2 separate regions of the Sus scrofa genome follow, and region 2 is linked to region 1. A link is a contact called in public Hi-C data. All regions are on one chromosome and are shown on one strand. Each heading gives the region's core, a stretch centred on a gene start, on an enhancer-like site or on the middle of the called end of the contact. The rest is flanking DNA. Distances are from core to core; before and after follow the strand shown. Region 1 holds the start of INMT (indolethylamine N-methyltransferase). Region 2 has its middle 41 kb from the start of CRHR2.

The links. A called contact is a pair of places that touch in the nucleus more often than the background predicts.
Region 2: a Hi-C map of liver shows a contact between it and region 1, with 2.1 times the contacts expected there. The contact joins the enhancer-like site here to the promoter of INMT in region 1. A contact is called at or near these places in 2 of 5 promoter capture datasets (fetal liver and liver), 26 of 47 Hi-C or Micro-C datasets (alveolar macrophages, brain, embryonic fibroblasts and 15 more) and 2 of 2 datasets of contacts at active chromatin or transcription factors (alveolar macrophages and skeletal muscle).

Annotation. Positions count from the first base shown.
Region 1 is chr18:42,211,731-42,214,989 of Sscrofa11.1, forward strand. It overlaps INMT (indolethylamine N-methyltransferase), which reads left to right and starts at 1,605. Exons shown (of 3, transcript NM_001244733.1): 1 at 1,605-1,812. The coding sequence starts at 1,662. It also overlaps the pseudogene LOC106506831.
Region 2 is chr18:42,305,412-42,308,970 of Sscrofa11.1, forward strand. No RefSeq gene overlaps it. Among named protein-coding and RNA genes, the nearest start is that of CRHR2, 41 kb to the left of the region's middle. Within about 2 kb of position 1,565, at least 5 of the 83 cell types and tissues checked have an H3K27ac peak or open chromatin away from gene starts, as enhancers often do. A contact at or near this core is called in liver, where this site is marked.

The sequences.
Region 1 (3,259 bases), core at 355-2,854:
ACTCCAAAAAAAATTTTTTTAAATAAATTGGAGAGAGATCTAACCATTTTCTTCCGATAGGGCAGGAAGTTGTGCCATCACCATTTAGTATATAATTGACCCTCTTCTCATCCCAGAATACAGATTCTAATACTTCCAGAAAAGGGGGAAATTTGACACTAAATTAGAGTTTATATTCTGTTGAAATTAGAACCTGAAAAATAAATGTTGATTTTGGGAAGTAGGACCCAGGACTGTGCTGCTCACAGTATGCGGGCCTCAGTTTCACCCTAGGAGCCCATTCTGAACCTCAGAACCAGAATCTATATTTAGCTGGGTCCCCAGGGGAGTCCTGGGTACACTAGTTTGAGCAGCACAGCTAAGGGACCCAGATAGGCTGTGATGGAAGGAGAATAAGGTTTGGAGCTGGTCTTTAGTTTGGCTTTGGACACTGGCTTGAATCTGAACCTAGACCCCGTCACTTGCTGTCAGCACCCCTTGAGGATAAGGCCCTTCACCTTCAGCTTCCTCTTCTCTACAGACTGTTATGAAGATGGCAGAGGCCCAGGGTGGGGGACACGCCTGGCACACATTACAGGCCAGGGCTCCACACTTGCCCAGTTGCAAAACACACTAGAGTTTGCTGCCTGAAATCTCTGCTCTTAGGTACATTTTTTGAAAGTGATTTGGCAACACTTTTTTTTATATAAAACTTCTTGAGACTTTTTCCTACAGCTGCATATGAATCCACTTTGCAGATTCATATGCAGCTGTAGGAAATAAAACAGAGAGATCCATGTATGCTTTACCAACTTTCTCCAGTAATAGCATCTTTAAAATGTAGTAAATACCACAGTCAGGATATTGTCACTGATATAACCCACTGCTTCCATTAGCATTTCCGTTTTATGGGCATTCCTGTTTGTTCTGTATGTGAGTCTGTGTGTGCACCAAAGTTCTATGCAATTTTAGAGTTTCTCTTGATGAATGCTAACACTTTTTAAATGGTTTGTATAAATAGAGCCTTCCCAGCCTTCTCAGGGTTCCTACCCAAGTTTACTTCTGCCCTCAAAACATGAAGGGTTGGTTAAGAAAATAAACAGGATTAAAGATAGAGGAAATATTTAACTAGGTTCAGGACAAACTCTTTTCAAGAGCAAGGTCACTGACCTAGTCAGTGAAATTTTAGCCATCCCTGAATCCTGTTTTTCACCCTCAGGGGTCTATCTGCTCTGGTTTTTGTTTTCCCACCAAACTCAAAAAGGGAAGAATCCTTGCCCTATTCTAGAAGCTTGGTCTCTTTCTGTATTTCTGTCTCTCACTCTCTCTGCCTATTTCTTTCTTGTTCTCTCTGTGTTCTTTCCAGCTGTTTCATTCTCTCTACACCCAACCCCCATGAGCAGAACCTACACTCAAAATATCACCTCTCAGGAACCAAGAACTGAGGACCTCCCAGAGGATATTGGCCACCCTATTGCACTCTCCATTCCTGATAATTACTAATAAGATAAACTCCAGCCAGAAAGGCTAACACCATGGCCTGACTCCAACTTTGTGGAATCCAAGCTCCTCCCTGGAGGGAGGGTCTGGTCTTATGTAACGCCTAACGGGCAGGGCCTGGGAGAGGAGGGAGGATATAACGGCACGGCAGCAGGGGAGACACAGCCAGATCCCCAGCCAGAATGGAGGGCAAGCTGTACAGAGGAGAGGACTACAAGGAGTTTGACTCCCAGGACTACTTAAAGACCTACTACACCTTTGATTCAGGCACCGTGGCTGAAAATGAAATCCTGAAATTTAACCTGAAAAACCTCTTCCAAACCTTCTCTTCAGGTGAGTGGCTGGAACCCATCTAGGAAGCCAGGGTGGGCATGCACCTGACAGGAAGTGCTGCTGGTGGCAGGGGACCTGCCCTCTGGGACCCTGCACACCAAGGATGCTGCAAAGGCAGCCCAGCCTGTGAACCCAATGAGTGCCTCTGCTAAGTGGCCACTCAGTGCAGGGCAGCCTGAGCCTGGAGGGCAAGAGCCAGGCTTGAGTCCGTGATAGTCCGCCTCGGTTTCTTCACCTGGGAAATGGGAAGGTGACTCCGGACCTCTGGAGCCTCCTTGCAGCAGGCTCATGCTTGGGGGAAAAGAGACAACAGACAAGAACACACTGCCTGCATCTGACCAGCTCTGTCTGTCTTCCCTTAAAGCCAGGCTTCATAGTCTGGCATCATGAATCCCTTTGAAGATATGATGAAGGAGCTGCCGTTGTAGCTCAGCAGGTTAGGAACCCAACTAGAACCCCTGAGGTGGCGGGTTCAATCCCTGGCCTTACTCAGTGGGTTAAGAATCTGACATTGCCCTGAGCTGTGGTACAGGTCACAGACATAGCTTGGATCTGCGTTGCTGTGCCTGTGGCATAGTGTGGCATAGGCCAGCAGCTGCAGCTCAGACTCAACCCCTAGCTGGGAACTTCCACATGCCCCATGTGTGGCCCTAAAAAAGCAAAAAAAAAAAAAAAAAAAAAAAAAAAAAGGAAAATACGATGAAAGCTCTGCTACCTACTTGTGCGGTCACACGCAAGCATGCATGCACACACACATACACTCCTAATCTTTTACTCAGAAGGAAGTTCATGGATACCCACAGCCACACCACAGAGCTCAGTTTACAAACCCCTTCTCTGGGGCGGCAGGCCAGGTGACCAGCAGAGACTATCGCCCAGGTTCCTCAGTGCACGCAAGGGGATGCTGAGGTCGGAGAGAGTGAGGAGGCTGGCCCGCTCAGACTGCCAGCAAGTAGCAAGAGCAAAACTAACATCAGTTAAGTCAGGGCTGCCACACACAGATCGGCAGGGGAGGGGGTGCCGTTCTGAGCAAGTAGGAGTTAGTCACTCAATAAACCTTGCCTAATCATGTAATCAGAGCCAAGGAAGGTTTATCAAGCAACATCCACAGAAATACAGAAGAGATCAAGCTTAATGCTCACACAGAAATCTGAGGAGACTTCCTAGAGCAGCGGCTGCCACTAGGCCTTGAAACATGGACAGGTGGGACTGAAGGAGCACAGAAGGCAGGAAGTGGGAAGAAGACGGCAGTGAACCTAGTGCTACTCTGAGGCTAAATCCTTCCCCCTAACTCATCACAGGATCCCCTTGCCTTCCCTGAGGGGCTCAGCCAAGTTAGAACCCACTGGTTGAGGTCTCAGTCTTTAGCCAAGGCTCTGTGCCCTGCAGCAAGGAGCAGGGAGGGCAGCTGGTGGTGGGGGTCTCTCTCACCATTGCTTTAAACCCA
Region 2 (3,559 bases), core at 315-2,814, 94 kb after region 1:
TGTTGGTGATTGAGGGTTTTTTTTTTTCCCTAGAGCCGCTCCTACAGCATATGGAGGTTCCCAGGCTACGGGTCTAATAGGAGCTGTAGGCCTACACCACAGTCACAGCAACTCGGGATCCGAGCCATGCCTATAACCTACACCACAGCTCACAGCAACACCAGATCTTTAACCCACTGAGCAAGGCCAGGATCGAACACACAACCTCATGGTTCCTAGTTGGATTCGTTAAACACTGAGCCACAACAGGAACTCCAGTGATTGAGTTTTAAGACTCAACTTAACAAATGCAGACACTGGCTGGAAAAATTCTACTTGGGCTCCCTTCGGCACCAAGTCTTGAACGTTAAAGAGGAGGGGAGAGGAGTTTCTTTGCGGCACAGTGGAAACCAGCCCAACCAGTATCCATGAGGACATGGGTTCGATCCCTGGCCTCTCTCAGTGGGTTGGGGATGTGGTGTTGCCGTGAGCTGTGGTGTGGGTCACAGACACAGCTCGGACACTGCGTTGTTGTGACTGTGGTGTAGGCCGGCAGTAACAGCTCAGATTTGACCCCCTAGCCTGGGAACCTCCATATGCAGCCCAAGAAAATAAAAATTAAAAAAAAAAAAAGAGGAGGGGAGAGAGCCTTGGCTCCCAGAAGGAGCTTCCCAGCCGCAAGCTCAAGAAACTTCCATTAGGTTCAGCCTCAGGCAGAGGTGCAGAGGGCTAGAGCAGGGCTATCGCAGCTGGATTCTAGAAAAGTCAGGCCAGGAATCTGCTGTACTTGGTTTCCAGCACAGAGGGCACGGCCACACCCACCCCCGTCCAGCAAGATCGGGCTCCTTCAGTAGGACCATCCAGGGAAAGTGAAAACCCACCGCCCTCTTCCCCGCCTCTACCCCTGCTGGCCTCATTGTCTCACTGGATATAAGGTCCTTATAAATTCACTTCCTCAAAGGGAGAGCAAGCAGTCCAGCACTTCACATGGCAAGAAAGTGCACAATGATGCAAAAGTAGGGGAAACAGCTTCTGCAGGATCCCCTCGGGCCCATCATTGCCCCTGCCCCCAACACGCACAATCACACCATCTGGGCTCCCCCTGAGCAGATTGAGAGCCGCACAGGCGTGCTCACTCCAGCAGCCCCCTTATCTTGGAAATCCACCTACGTGTGACCCAAGCCCGGGTCTCCCCTATCCAGGGTTCACAGCTGTATCTCTGGCCAGCTTGATTTTTAGATTTTAAAAATCAAAAATCAAGCTTTTTTTATTTAACGCAAGAGCCACCACCCCACCCCTGTGGGCCCAACACAGGTCTGTCTGCTTTCTGAAGTTCTGCTGATGGAGGGCTTTTTTCTTCCTTCCTTCCTACCCTTCTTCCTTCCCTTCTTTCTCTTCCTTCCTTCCTTCCTAAATGAGGACACAGTTTCTTTAACAGTAAAGGATCATCGGCTGCAGGTTATACAAATTGCACACAGTGACACCACCTGTGCGTCAGAGTCGATTTGCCTGTGGACACATCTGCCCCCAGAGTCTATCCTTTGCTATGACAATACCTCACCAGCAGGAAATGACATTGTCAGGAAAACGAAAATGGTCAGATTCTGAACACAACTATGAACAAACAGAGGGCAGTCAGGCCACGGACAGGAGCCTCCCACTCAACCAGCTCTGACGGCAGCTCCAAGCGGCGGAGGAGGAGATATTACTCAGCTGTTTCATGGACAGACTCATTAAAACCTCAAGTCATTCTGTTCAACCAGCTTTCAGAAATGGAAACAGGCCCTCAAGGAGACTAGCCGAAGAACTGAGTGACTCAGGTGGCAACTCAGTTGTCCCCTCTCCAAGCGAGAGCCCTGCCTACGGTTCCTTATATAATTCTCTTAGTTCTCACAGCCCCGTACATCAGACAGCTTGTGTTGCTTTATGCCCTAAATGTTTGGATCATCGAGTCAGTTCTGACATATGCCCTAACCTGGGCAAAAGAATCTTCACAAATGATGCCTAAATGGTTTTGGTAAATCCATATATCAAGGCAAACAGGAATGCACTGAATATGACGCCAAGTAAAAACTGTAGGCATTTTGGGGGAAATACTCCAAATGGGCTAATGTTGAACAGTGGACAAGAGGTAAGAGTAGGAAGATGAGAAGGGCCAGATGAGAGAGAGAGAAGGAAATTTTAGCTAGATAGGGCACTAAGTAAAATCAGTGGCTAAAAGCAGAAACAGGTTTGTGGAATCAGAAAATACTAGTTCTGTGGTCTAGTGGTCCATGAGCAGTCTTCTTGCCCCTCCTTCACCTCCTCTCTATTGCTGGCGCCCTCCTCAGACAGAGGTCTGCAGAAACAGCTTCTGTTGAAACAAGTCATGGCTGAGAAAACCAGACTTCCTAACGTGGCCGAGAATCTGCTTTTACAAACTCCAAAGTGTAGGGCGAAAAGGAAAAGTCTTGAGCTGCAGGGTGAGGTTATGCACAGGTAAGCATTTCCTGATGGGAGCACAACGTTTCGCCTTTGGAGAAGGTGACTGGGGAATGCTCAGGTGCAGTGCGGATGGTGACAAGGACAGGAAGGAAGTTGTAGGCTCCTCCAGCAGCCCTGTCCCTTACAGACCTAGGAGTCTGTCCAGTTAGCTGCAAAGCCAACTGCAAGACTCTAAGGGACTGAGTGATCCAGCCGCTCTCAGCTCAGGCTCTGCCATGGTGGTTGCGAGAGCTCAGGCTCTTCCTGCCCTTGGCGAGGGACGTTTCCCTGGCTGTCAGAGAACACGTGCATTTTCTCATTCACCAGCGCTGAGTCCTCCGGGGCACTTCTCAAGGGCAAGGTTTTCGTAGCCCCTTCCAGCTGCCCTTTCTGGAGTCATCTTCATCTCCAGTCACAAGAGGGACAAACTGGCAGAGCACAGAGGGCAGCTTAGTGTATGATCATGTACTCTGACCTTGGTTCAAAACTGGTTCTGCCTCCTACTAGCTGGGTGAACCCGTAAAGATTCTGTTTCCTTTTCCTTTCATGTAAAAGGACGGTAATGAAACTTAAATTATGGTAAGGGTAAAAAGAGAGAACATATAGGACCCCCCTTAGAACACAGCCTGGCACGTGGTAGGCACCCAACACATGTGCCTTTCTCCCTGTAAACACTGTGCTACAGCCCCTGAGGTCCTGGGGAACCCGGCAGGCCAGCCTATGGGGCAGAGGAGAGGAATTCACCCCCCCAACACGAGGCAAAGAGAGCTGGATGTGAGCCAGAGAGCACACTTACAGTCACCTCGGCGGAGCGACACAGAAACAATGGCCACTAAACTCATCTCTTCTGGAAACTTTGGCCTTGACAACTTTTGACTCCTTTTGTCATTAGAAACTTCCTTCAGAAGACCCTTCCCTACCCCCCAGGGGTTTCAGGCTCTTTATGACTTGAGCTGAGGTTTTCCAAACCTTGATGCCTGGGCATCAAAACTCATGACATTGCTGAGGGGGGCACAGACAGGAGCATTTTTTAAAACTCCAGTGATTCTAATGGGCAGCCAGGGTGGAAAACCACTGCACTACTCTTTCACTGCTGCCACAGGTTTAAAAAGCTGCC